Regions from separate parts of the Mus musculus genome. Here all the other regions are linked to region 3. The links are chromatin contacts, called in public Hi-C and HiChIP or PLAC-seq maps. All regions are on one chromosome and are shown on one strand. Each heading gives the region's core, a stretch centred on a gene start, on an enhancer-like site or on the middle of the called end of the contact. The rest is flanking DNA. Distances are from core to core; before and after follow the strand shown.

Region 1 (4,089 bases), core at 546-3,045, 160 kb before region 3:
GACAAGAATGCTCAGAGTATGAGAAATAAACAAGTTGTCTCAGCAGTCTACAGCTAGCTGGTAGCTAGAAGCCAAACCCAGGTCTGTTCAACTACTGTCACCCACATCTTAATCAGGACCTTACTCTTAGCTTTAGGCACAGGCACACACACACACACACACACACACACACACACACACACACAAATATGCACATTCACACATATAAGCATACCCATTCCCTCTTGCTTTGACCATAAAGCCGTGGAGAGATCTCAGTCCTTCCTGAGTTCCTATCCAGTGTTGGGCAAGTATAGTTTTCTCTTTTTATTGAAAATCCTTTTCACATCCTTCGTTCTTGGAGAGTTCTACTACTATTGACAAATCACCAGAAGACAATGTGAAAAATACAGAAATACACTGACCAAAATTCAAAAACTTGGTGACATAGTATTTAGATATTAAGTCTTATTTTGATTTCACCTCACTTTCTTTGTTCTATATGATTATAGGATCAATCATTTAACTTTTTCATTTTTAGTATTTATTGAATGTAATACTTCTTTGTGTTTATTTTATTTTATTTTTGCTTCCTGGGTATTATTGATGGTATAATTGTTTGCACAGTTTACCATTTAGCTATCTGGATGTGCCCCTGAAATGGATATTTTTAATTTCTACCACCTTGCTTTGTAAAAATGATTTCCCGCTATTACTGCATTATCCCACTATAACATGGGATCTCATTTTTTTAGAGACTTTTTTTTGGTAGAATTCATTATTTATTTATATTGTCACACATTAGCCTAGGATGGCCTTGAACTCATATACTCATGGCAGTCCTCCTGCCTCAGCCCCCTAAGTGCTAAGAGAACAAGCATGAACTCCCACATCCTGGGTGGCTCTCCGTTTTACAAGCCTTCTTCTTCTTCCTTTGACAACTTTGTTTTGATATGTAGTTCTAGTATAATTTTTACACATTGACCTTCTGACAGGATCTGTGAACTAAGTTCTATAAAATATACCCTCTACCCCAACAACTCTGTCAGGTTTGTTAGGAGTTTCATTCTAGGATTTGTATTGATACGTATTGTTGTGAAGAAAATGAGAATATCATAAGCATTTGTATTATGTTGAAGCTGATCAGAAATGTCAACTTCACAGATTTTCTTCTATGTACTATTTTCTTCCAACTGACATATATATATACATATATATATATACATATATATATATATATATATGCATATGTGTGCATACACACACACACACCCCTTCCTATACCCAGTTATTTTCTTCCTTACATCCATCCATGCCATTCTGTGTCATAGATCAGGTGAAATTTGTTAACATAGTTCAGAGAATTGATCTAAGAAGGCCCCAGGCACAGTGTTCCGGCACAGTGTTCCTCTGCTATAGTAGTAGAAACACACTACAAAAAAAAAAAAAAAATCATTAGTTAAGCTCAGGGAAGGATAGACTCTTCTGACACTTCTAATCCAGAGATATGCTTTACCCAGATCAAAAAGAAAACACTGAGGAAACCCAGGTAGCTCTCCACGAATCAACTGTTCTTTCCTGCACCCCTTTCTCATGCTTGAATGTACACAATAAATGGAAAAGAAATCACAACATGTTGAGAGGAAAGAGATACCTTAGAAATGAATCAGAGATGGAAATTTGATCCTTTGCTGGTCTTATGTATTTATTATTGGAAAATGCACATAAAGAGTTGTAAGTCACATCAGCACTCACATGCTAAGAGAAATGGGGGCTTGTGTTTGAGCACCAGTGGCCTGGGTGGGATATGTCTACCCCTCTGTGGCCACTGCTGGGTACTACAGCCCTGCCCTCCTGCCCACTTCAAGCATTCAGTTCCTTTTAGTTTTTGGTCTTTTCTGAGCTCATGGGTAAAGTTCATTACGATGCAATTGTTAGTCCCTTCTAGAGAAAACCTTTGACAGTTAGTTCATAGATGTGTATTTTCTCCATTGAAACTTAAGCATTCCTGTGAGTCACCAGTACCAACTGGAGACAGAGGCAGTCTATTTTAGAATTCACTAGTTCTTTAGTGTGGTCAGAAGGTCCGAGGCACAGCAGCATCAGGCAATTGCAGTAAGATGGGTCTACAAATGGTGCTTCATTAAATACATGCCGTAGTTTTAAAGTTCTGCTCTTTAAGGAATATTTCGCCTTCTGGTTAAAATGGTCTACTGCATGTGGATTTGCTGACTGGCCCTAATTACTTTTCTATTTTAGTATTTTAGTTTTGTCCTTCAGTTGCTTGAACTTCTTTTCAAACCCAAGGCTGATACCTTTGTCATCCAGACAGAAGACTTCTCGGAATTAGAATATTGATTCTCAAATGTGATTTGCTTGCATTTTACCGGTTCAGGGGAAAGTAAAGTGTACATGTTGGATTAGAACTTCTCATTGCTAAAAAACAAACAAACAAACAAACAAAAAAAAAACCTTCGTGTTGGTGTAAAGGGCGTTTTACTAAATAATGCATAACATATTAATTGAGTTTTGAAAGGCTTGCATTATCCTTATCCGTATGTGTAATTAATTGCTCCCAGATGCGTCCTGCTCCTTCCAAACCGTGCTCCCATTAGTTTGTATTCTTAGAGTCCCTAGAAGACAAAGGGGTGGTCAGTTGATGTTTCCTTTACTGGAAGAGGCATTTACCCTCCGAACTGATAGATCATTTGGCAAAATTAGTAAGGACAAAACCAACAGCCTGTTACAAAAGGATCTTGGATCCAGAGTGAGGCCATTTGCTACCTCTGCATGTACCTCCTATCCCACGCAGACATCTGGGTTGCATAGTCTATTGCTTTTAAGAGCAAAGGAAAGCCAAAACAGTTTCCCCATTTAAAAAAAAAAAAGTATTATTGAGGTCATGTGTGCCCATTCTTTAAAAAGAAGAAACAAAAAAAATGAAGTTTATTTGAATGTTCCCTCTATCTTTATTTATTTCTACTGCTGGGCTTAGAATCTTATCAATTGACGAGTTAAAAGCACTCATTTGAGGTTGCTCTGTTATGCTGTGCTTTAGTTTCAGATGTAGCCTTTATTTAAGTTATTCCCCTTCCTAATTCTTTTCGCTGTTGTTTGTAACCGGTTTCCACTGGTTTACTTCCCAGTTTATCCCGATGCCTGTGCTGTATGGTGTGTTCCTGTATATGGGGGTGGCCTCACTTAACGGTGTGCAGGTAAGCTTCCTCAGCAGTCCGAGCAAACCCTGTGCGTTTCTCAAAGCAGAACTAGTCCAGTCACCGATCTCTGATGAAGGCACTAATCATTAACTAGGGACTCTTTTAAAATACATTTATTTTCTACTTCCTCCACCTTTTACCTGCTTCTCATTTCTGATGGAATCGACAAAGCTAGCTGGTGTCAACAAATGTTATCCTGAATGCCCATTACTGAAAAGGGTTGCTAAATGTCATTTGGTGAGGAAATGAGCTGCTGTTCTCATTACCACCACCACCACCTCCTCCTCCTCCCCCTCCCCCTGCCCCCCCTCCTCCTCCTGCTGCTCGTCCCAGTCCTTCTCCTCTTTACCTCTTCCTCCCCATGCCCTTTTTCACACTCCTGCTCTTCCTTTTTGTCTTGAATTCTTTTCTCATCTCTCTCTTACATCACCTTATTTCATCTCAAGATAGATACTCACTGTGTTCTTAAGGCGGTGTTTGCGCACTTGCCTGACCCCTTATAGACAGCTTGCGATCCTTTAAAACTCAGTGATGAAAAGTTTTGTAGCAATAAGCAATTAAAATTACCATGTAGTAGTTACTGCTTTCATCAACACTTTCAGATGTTCACAACTTCAGTTAAAATGACCACCCTGCCCCCATCCCGCCTCTGCCCCCGCCCCCGCCCCCAGCCCCACCTCCACCATGCTCTACTTTTTAAAAAAATTTACTAGGAAAAACTTTGTGAGGGACTTTGTCTCTCAATGGAGGTTTAATTTAATTGGCACCAGGAAACTGGAAGTTCCGCCACTTTCTGGCACCCTGTTAATTGCAGCCTTATTTAGCACTCAGTAATGTTTTAATGGGAAAAGACTGCGTGTTCTGTGATCATCATAAGAATTCATTTGAACTC
Region 2 (4,534 bases), core at 1,561-4,060, 240 kb before region 3:
ACAATGAAGTCAGGCTGAGCTACAAACCAAGACCTTTGCTTCAACACACACACACACACACACACACACACACACACACCAGTAAACATTGCAGTTGAGCTGGATTTGCCTTACTGTTTCTTGTGGCATCAGCTGCTTGGTTTCTTTTCCTTGGCTAAACTTCAGATTCAAGGACTCATCTACATAAATTCAATTTTATTATTCGGCAGGCTGTACCGTTCATATAACTCATCCCAAACATGAGCTAAATTTTCTCTTTATGAATAGAAAATAAAAGAAAAAAATTTAAAGCTTATCATATCACAGTGATATTGGTGAATAGCACTGTCATTGAATACAACTGAAATATTTTCTAAGTTCTACTAGTTTGCAAATTGTCTAAGAAACTGAAAATCTGGTGTTTTTCTTAGCCTTTATGCTGTTTCTTCCCTTTCTCTTATGGCTGCCAAGCAAGCCCTCTTTTACAGGCTAACAATTGTGAACCAAAACAATATGGTCCTCACTAAAACAGGATATTAAGTCACAAACGTTATTTTGTGGTGTCATGTCAAGATATATTACCATGAGGTCAAGGCATCTTTAATGTCTAATGTCCAACTCTCCTGAGCCCTTGCTTTACGTTGCCATGGGGATAGTGCCACTCACAGTAGTTTAAAGTCACGAAATGCTGACCTTTCAACTCAGCTGCATTTGAACATTTCTTTTGACTCTTCCTCCTATGGTTTATATTTCTGTATGCTTGATTTTGAAGGTTTGAGACACGTTCTACTTTTTCTGGCTGTTTTGAGAAGCAGAGGCTATCTTGGGTTAAATTTCACACCCTCATGCAAGCAGAGAAACAGTTGCAAGTTGTTTTGTGTGAGAGTTTTGATTTGGATCCTGTAACATAAATAGATGGTTTTGTTTTTGGTTAGAAGCATCCATTTTAATGTAAGAATTAACTCTTTAGGCCATAGTGTTGCCCCCAAGGTATCTATATTTTAATGCAGAATTCAAGAGACCCTGCCCCGCCCTACTAAGGACTCATCTCTATTTAAGCCAGTCCTTCCAGCCTTCCTTCTTCCTGTTTTGAAGGTAAAAGAAGTAATAAGTCCTGAGTGTGATGAAGGGGGCGAGAAGGCACAGGGAAGAGACCTAATCTTACATATCTACTTCATGTTCCACTGTGCTGGGAGTTCTTTTCCATTTAATCCATCAGTTCGCAGCCTGTGGGTCATGACCCCTTTGAGGGTTGTGTATCAGATAGCCTACATATCAGATTGTTGCCGTAAATCTCCAATCCAAATATGCCCCGGCAATGAAAACACGACTCAATTAATATGAATACATGTTGTGTGCTTAGATTGGGCAGATCTACCGCTACACTACCATCTTCCACATCTAGAACTTGCAGTTTCTCCAGGCCATGTGCTTCTGCTCCACTTTTCTTCTTCTTCCTCCTCCTCTGCATCCTGCATATTCATTACAGGACATAACAGTGGCAACATTACAGTTATGAAGTAGTAACAAAACAATTGTATGGTTGGGGCAGGGAGTCGCCACAGCATGAGGAACTGTATTAAAGGGTTTCAGCATCAGGAAAGTTGAGAACCACTGCTCTGATCCAAGTAATGATCCAGCGAGGCAGCCATAGGTTTGGCAGAGAGATGCTTGGCTCTAGGGCAGTGACTAGTGGAGCTGATGTAAGCTCACATAGCCCTATGTCTGCAAGGTGCTGAGCCAGCTGGCTGAGAACTTAGGGATCAGCAAGCCCCATTTCTTTATCTTGTATCCAAATAAGCATGTTGCATATGAGAGGCTGCTGCTATTCACAAAGCTTTTAGCCACCAGAGACTGTGCTAGGCATGTCCCATATTCTGCCTGATCTAACATCCAGATTAGAGGTTACACTACAACTTCGATATAGCCTCTAAGGCACCTGGAGACTGTGAATGCAGAAGCCATTTCTCTGCTCTGTCACCTTTTATTTTATTACTTGAAAGAAGTGAAGTGACATTCTGAAGATCGTTGGGTCTCTCATGGCAGAACAGTCTAGACTCTGGATTTCCTGATTGCCAGCTGTCTGCCTCTACTACTGGTTCCTTGTAGGAATCCTCTCATAGTAAGGGTGTAAGGAGGAAGGCCAACCAAGAGTGTCAGGACAGTCTGTGTCCCCTCTTGTACCATGCCCCCAAGCCCTGCCAACTGCACCTTTGTAAAGTGCTAGGAAATTCTTTCCTTCTAGAAGTCAGATGTGGAAGTATCTCTAAGACTCATGACTGTTGACAAGACATGACTCAAAGAAGCTCTCTTTTAAAATTCAGTAGTGGCAAACACTGGATAGGATAAATCTGAAAAGGTGTTTACAGTGATTTGTTTTGTAAGTTCCACTGACCTCTAGTTACAGTTAACGTTATTCATTGCCTCGGATTATTTAAGAAAATAAATAAATCTGGGTCGTGAAGAGGAACCTATCAAAATGTGGTGAAAATGGTTCTTTTCTCAGAACTGCTGGAAGCCTCTCTCGGTGTAAGCAAGTTTCCAGTGCAGTGTGTGTAATGAATCACCTGTCTCTGCTTCAGAATTGTCAGCCACAGAATGGAAAACTAGCACTTACGGAGGGCTCAAGCACTGCAATAAAAATAATCTGCCTTTGAGTCATCACGTGGCTTCCATAAATCACCGTGGTTTTCTGGAAGAAACGGGTTGCCGTCATTACTAAATGAGCAGCCAGGGCTCTTGACCTTTGATAAGGAGACCTAGGGTGTCACTTGGGTGTGTCTTTGGTTCCTTCAGCACTAGCTGAGAGCCTGCAAAGCTCGTGGAGGGATGGTGGGCAGCAGGATGGGAGGAGAAACAGAAGATGCAAGGAGACTCTGTCCCTGTCCTCCCAGAGATTGATGGCTCTGTCAAGCCAAGCGGAGGATCGGAAATCTCTACTTCCTCCTTTCCGATTTTACACCCTGCCTTACGCCCAGCCTGAGCCGTGTTTTGGTCCTATGCTACGGACATAGGGGTTCTTTGTGTTTGATGGAGTAGGATACAGTCTCTTTGTCTATTAAATACACTTAGACTGTGTCATAAATGACACATTTTATACTACCTTGTAAGTGGGTCATCTGGTCAATAGAATCATTTAAAATTCTTAGCTTTTCTGGCAATTTCCCTATCTAGGATTTCCCACACTTTTAATACTTGCAAAGAGTGATGTGTGGTTAGATGGGCACACACATCCAATAGCTCTTATCCACAGTGCAGGCACATCGCTTAACTCACCTGAATGTCACAATGTCAACAAGCAAGAAATCAGGGCAGTATTATATGGGGGCACAGGGGACCCTTTCAGGCTTGTCCATCGCTCCTGCCAGATTCTGTACTCTCCACAACATGATTAAGGGAGGTCGTTTTGTAAGTTAGTGATTCTTTTGTATATTGCTTCCTGTTGTGCTAAAGGAAAAGAATGAGTTCATGTTCAAAGATGTCAATAAAAGCTTTAGCTAGATATATGTCTCTGCACAGTTATTGTCTCTGACTATAAAGTTTCTTGAAGTTTTTGTGCAGTTTGCATTGGAATATGTGTTGGCACTGAATGACAATCGTCATTGTCCAGCAGCAGCAGCAGCAGCAGCAGCAGCAGCAGCAGCAACATCAGCAATTTTTTTTTTACTTTTTTTTTTTACAATTGGTGGCTTAAATTGCAAATGGCCAACTGAGAGTTATTGGCAGTTAATGGTTTCTGGGGGAGGAAGAGTCAGTTTTCCTCTGGAATGTGGCCTCTGCAAGGTTGCTCATATTCCAGTAGATAGCCCTTTATATTCACGAACACATATGCAACACGTACTGGACTTAGTGGGTTATGAAGAGAAAAAGAAGAGAGGGGATATTAAGTTGGGAGGTGTTATGGAGGCTGCTGGTGTCTAGGAGAGATTCAGTATGGTGAAATGGGATAGATATAATCAAAATGTGTGTATACACATATAAAATGAAAACAGACATGAAATAATTGTTAAAATGGCATCGCTGTCTTTGTCCCCTTCATTCTCAGCCTCCACCTTTCAAATATTCTCTGTTAGGAAAAAAAAGGGGCTTTTTGCTTAGATTGTACTTACTCAAAAGTACTGACTAAGTGCAAGTTATAATGGCACTAAAGCAAACAATGAAGAAACAAAAGGGAAAAAATAGATTAAAAAAATAGCTGAATCAATTCCTCTATTTGGTGGGTTTATAGAGTATGATTTTTATTGACGGGTACCTCAGTAAGTCTTTTAAGTAATGGTCAGGGATGCTGTTCCCTCCTGGATACCCGTTGTCTCAGTCATTGCTGCATTGTGGAACCATCAACTCTTGCAACAGGGAAGATTTATGTTATGTGTGCAAAGACCTGTGGTGCTATTTCATGGACTCTTGTTTTATTTGCTAGGGAGTGTGCTATAACATACACAGCTTCATTCTTTGGCTGACATCACAAATAGGAAGAAGAGATATGGGCTCTTCGGTTTGCTTTTGCTTTACCACCTGCATGTTCTTTCTTTTAGGGTGTGTTGGAGAGTTTCCT
Region 3 (4,198 bases), core at 880-3,379:
AATCTAGATGAGGTATCATTTGCTTACTTGTATTTGTAGATTATTATTATTAATTTTTTTTTTGCCATGAGTGGAAGCTCACTTTAAGTCTTTAAGAGACTGTAGTCTTCCTTAGTGGCAATCTACAGGCTGAGGATGGTAATCTACAGGCTGAGGATGGTAATCTACAGGCTGAGGATGGTAATCATCTACAGGCTGAGGATGGTAATCTACAGGCTGAGGATGGTAATCTACAGGCTGAGGATGGTAATCTACAGGCTGAGGATGGTAATCATCTACAGGCTGAGGATGGTAATCTACAGGCTGAGGATGGTAATCATCTACAGGCTGAGGATGGTAATCTACAGGCTGAGGATGGTAATCTACAGGCTGAGGATGGTAATCTACAGGCTGAGGATGGTAATCTACAGGCTGAGGATGGTAATCATCTACAGGCTGAGGATGGTAATCTACAGGCTGAGGATGGTAATCATCTACAGGCTGAGGATGGTAATCTACAGGCTGAGGATGGTAATCATCTACAGGCTGAGGATGGTAATCTACAGGCTGAGGATGGTAATCTACAGGCTGAGGATGGTAATCTACAGGCTGAGGATGGTAATCTACAGGCTGAGGATGGTAATCTACAGGCTGAGGATGGTAATCATCTACAGGCTGAGGATGGTAATCTACAGGCTGAGGATGGTAATCTACAGGCTGAGGATGGTAATCATCTACAGGCTGAGGATGGTAATCTACAGGCTGAGGATGGTAATCATCTACAGGCTGAGGATGGTAATCTACAGGCTGAGGATGGTAATCTACAGGCTGAGGATGGTAATCTACAGGCTGAGGATGGTAATCTACAGGCTGAGGATGGTAATCATCTACAGGCTGAGGATGGTAATCTACAGGCTGAGGATGGTAATCATCTACAGGCTGAGGATGGTAATCTACAGGCTGAGGATGGTAATCATCTACAGGCTGAGGATGGGTATCATCTACAGGCTGAGGATGGTAATCATCTACAGGCTGAGGATGGTAATCATCTACAGGCTGAGGATGGTAATCTACAGGCTGAGGATGGTAATCATCTACAGGCTGAGGATGGTAATCATCTACAGGCTGAGGATGGTAATCATCTACAGGCTGAGGATGGTAATCTACAGGCTGAGGATGGTAATCATCTACAGGCTGAGGATGGTAATCATCTACAGGCTGAGGATGGTAATCTACAGGCTGAGGATGGTAATCTACAGGCTGAGGATGGTAATCTACAGGCTGAGGATGGTAATCTAGAGGCTGAGGATGGTAATCTAGAGGCTGAGGATGGTAATCTACAGGCTGAGGAGTGTAGCAAGCAGCCCAGAGAAGGCCCTGTTAAGGGATTTCAGTGAGGATTTTGGCTAAAGTCAAGACCTAGATCTAGGCTCTCAGACTTACAAGTCTGATACTTGAACTTTTTGTAGCAGTCTATATTAGAAAGGATTCCATGACATATTTCTGGGTTCATGGCTTTGCTGTGTGTTCTTTGAACATTAAAAAAAAAAAAATCAGTCAGTAGCCACTGGTTTCTGACCATAAATATCAAAACAAAGGCCAATGCCATGCGAAAGTTAGAATGAGGCTAATAACAAGAAAGGGCCGAGATGCTATGAAGGAAAATCATAGCACACACACACACTCACGCACATATACTCACACACTTACACACACACACATGCACACACACAAACACACACACATACAGACACACATACAGAATAAACCACCAATAACAAAAGTAATGGATATTTATAGCAGCTTTCCTTGTGGTATCTTATTTAAATAGATACTTTATACTTTAAGAAATAGACACTGTTACTTTCCCATTTTATACCTGAGGAAACTAGAAGAATCTTAACAGCCATTCAGTGGTGGAGATAACAAATTAAATTTTTCTTTGTGTCAATTTCAGATTGTTTGAAAGGCTCAGGGAGGCAGAAAGGACAGTACTATTTAAATGAGCCTTGTTCTTGTTATGGTAGCAATACTTAACACTCTTCAAAGACACTCAATTTTATGTGGGGGTAATTAGAAATGTTGGCAGGTTTACTTGCCAACGATCACGTAAGTGATTGATGGCAGAGCCATGAGCATGACTCAAGCGTGGTGAAGTCCCTCTGTTCACCTTCTGAGAGCAGGTTTCAGGAATCCCTGCAAGATGTTGACCAGCGGAATCATTCCATTATCAAGAATTTGCTTCCATCTAGTGGATCAACTGAGTAATTTACATTTTCTAGCCAGCTGTCTTCAGACCACATTTGTCTCTGTCTCTTTTCTCTGTGTCCCTTTCCCATATGGTTTAGTGTTATCAGTGAATGTGGTTATCATTGACGATAAATTCTCCTGGAATCTCTGTAGTTGTTTCCCAACACTTTACAAATAAGGACATGTGAGACTGGTTGACATCTTCCATCTCACACAGCACACAAACAAACAAACAAACAAAAAATCCACCTACAGTCTCTACTGTGATTCAGAGTTCTTTCCCCAATAGTCCACAAATAGGAAATAAGAGGCCCTTTCCACTCACGGATCCAAAGCGCAAAGTCTCTCCCGAAGTATTGTATGTCCACTAACATAGACACTATTATGCATATTTTTGTTCGGCTGCTGGCTCTCAGACTAGTAGAAAGAAGAAGGCTTGTGTGTAATATGAACATATGTGTATGCCAATATCTGGATATATTTACACTTGGATCTGCTTATATATTCGTATATGTGATCTTCTACAGTAATCTAGATTAAGTTTCTATTTCTTGAGCACCTAAAAATAGGCTTGATGGTGGTAGACTTCTGGTCTACCAGAATTTTAAAAATACACAAAGAAAGAGAAGAATGTTAGCGGAATATAGTGGAACCTAATACATAGAGTGTACAAACACATGTAGTACATGTGCATAATACATACAGCATATAAATATACACAGTGCATACACATAATATATAAAGTATACAAGTACACATAGTGTTGTTGTAGTCAGAGTACAAGATGAATTTTGTGGCCAGATTCAAAGAAGCATGTTTGAAAATCAGATTTTTTTTATTCCTACATTTGCAAATTTATATTAATTGCATACCCAATTAAAATTATAATACTCTAAAGAGTAATATTATAAATATAGACATGTGGGGATAATAGTAGATCTTTCTTTTAGTCACATTTAATACCTTTATTTATTTATTTATTTATTTATTTATTTTACATCCCAAACGTTGCCCCCTCCAATCCCTCCTTCCCAGTGTTCTTCACCCCATCCCCCTACCCTTCACCTTTGAGAAGGTGCTCGCTACCCCAGGTATCCCCCTTCCCTGGGGCATCAAGTTTCTACAGGATGAGTATCATGTGCATCTTCTTCCTCTGAGGCCAGACAAGGCAGTCTTCAGTTACATATGTGTATTGGTTGTTAGTTAACCCACCCTGTGCTCCTGACAGATCACATGCATGTACCCACTCACCCACCCAAGAGTTATCTTGACTCGAGAATGAAAGATATACACACTCACCATCCATCTCTGTCTGTCCCTCCCAGCCATTGACTGCTGGCATCTTTATTTACCGATCAGAGCCAACTGGGGGCCAGGTCTCTCAGTGCTATACATACAGACACTCCTATAATCAGTTTGGGGGACCAAAATTAACATTATAACACAAGTAGCATTAGGCCAAACCTACTTCACATATGTGCCAGGGGTCTTGGACCAGCCCTCTATGTTCTAAGCTGGTGGCTTAGTCCCTGGGAGCTCCCAGGGGTCCAGGTTAGTTGACACTGTTGGTCTTCCTATGGAGTTGCCATCCTCTTCAGTTTCTTCAATTCTTCCTCTAATTCTTCCATAGGAGTCTCTGACCTCAATCCAATGATTGGCTATATCTGCATCTGTGTCAGTCAGCTGTTGGTAGAGTCTCTCAGAGGACAGCCATGCTAGGTTCCTGTCTGCAAGCACAACATAGCATCAGTAATAGTGTCAGGATTTGGTGCCTGCCCATGGGGATGGACCCCAAGTTGGATCAGCCACTGGTCAACCATTCCTTTAGTCTCTGCTCCATTTCTGTTCCTGCAATTCTTTTTGACAGGAGCAATTCTGGGTCAAAATTTTTGAAAGTGGGTTGGTGAGCCCATCTCTCCACTGAGGGACTCTGTCTAACTACTTGGAGGTAATCTCTTCAGGTTCTATC

The links. A called contact is a pair of places that touch in the nucleus more often than the background predicts. HiChIP or PLAC-seq counts read pairs in DNA pulled down with a chosen protein or histone mark.
Region 1: a Hi-C map of pancreatic cancer cells shows a contact between it and region 3, with 5 times the contacts expected there. The contact joins two enhancer-like sites. A contact is called at or near these places in 1 of 15 datasets of contacts at CTCF or cohesin (pro-B cells), 39 of 484 Hi-C or Micro-C datasets (the AML12 cell line, the C3H10T1/2 cell line, the G1E-ER4 cell line and 18 more) and 6 of 115 datasets of contacts at active chromatin or transcription factors (astrocytes, a beta-TC-6 cell line, embryonic stem cells and 3 more).
Region 2: a contact with region 3 is called in an HNF4G HiChIP or PLAC-seq map of pancreatic cancer cells. The contact joins two enhancer-like sites. A contact is called at or near these places in 2 of 15 datasets of contacts at CTCF or cohesin (large pre-B cells and pro-B cells), 14 of 484 Hi-C or Micro-C datasets (the AML12 cell line, the HL-1 cell line, Sertoli cells and 6 more) and 1 of 115 datasets of contacts at active chromatin or transcription factors (pancreatic cancer cells).

The regions. Positions count from the first base shown.
Region 1 is chr5:89,220,071-89,224,159 of GRCm38.p6, forward strand. Slc4a4 (solute carrier family 4 (anion exchanger), member 4) reads left to right here. Exons shown (of 27, transcript NM_001359211.1): 22 at 3,126-3,194. Gm35855 (a long non-coding RNA gene) reads right to left here. Exons shown (of 3, transcript XR_003955749.1): 1 at 3,656-4,089; 2 at 2,295-2,612; 3 at 1,256-1,411. Among named protein-coding and RNA genes, the nearest start is that of Gm35855, 3.7 kb to the right of the region's middle. Within about 2 kb of position 1,796, at least 39 of the 459 cell types and tissues checked have an H3K27ac peak or open chromatin away from gene starts, as enhancers often do. A contact at or near this core is called in pancreatic cancer cells, where this site is marked.
Region 2 is chr5:89,144,786-89,149,319 of GRCm38.p6, forward strand. It overlaps Slc4a4 (solute carrier family 4 (anion exchanger), member 4), which reads left to right. Exons shown (of 27, transcript NM_001359211.1): 14 at 4,515-4,534. Among named protein-coding and RNA genes, the nearest start is that of Gm35855, 79 kb to the right of the region's middle. Within about 2 kb of position 2,811, at least 29 of the 459 cell types and tissues checked have an H3K27ac peak or open chromatin away from gene starts, as enhancers often do. A contact at or near this core is called in pancreatic cancer cells, where this site is marked.
Region 3 is chr5:89,382,247-89,386,444 of GRCm38.p6, forward strand. No RefSeq gene overlaps it. Among named protein-coding and RNA genes, the nearest start is that of Gc, 74 kb to the right of the region's middle. Within about 2 kb of position 2,130, at least 9 of the 459 cell types and tissues checked have an H3K27ac peak or open chromatin away from gene starts, as enhancers often do. A contact at or near this core is called in pancreatic cancer cells, where this site is marked.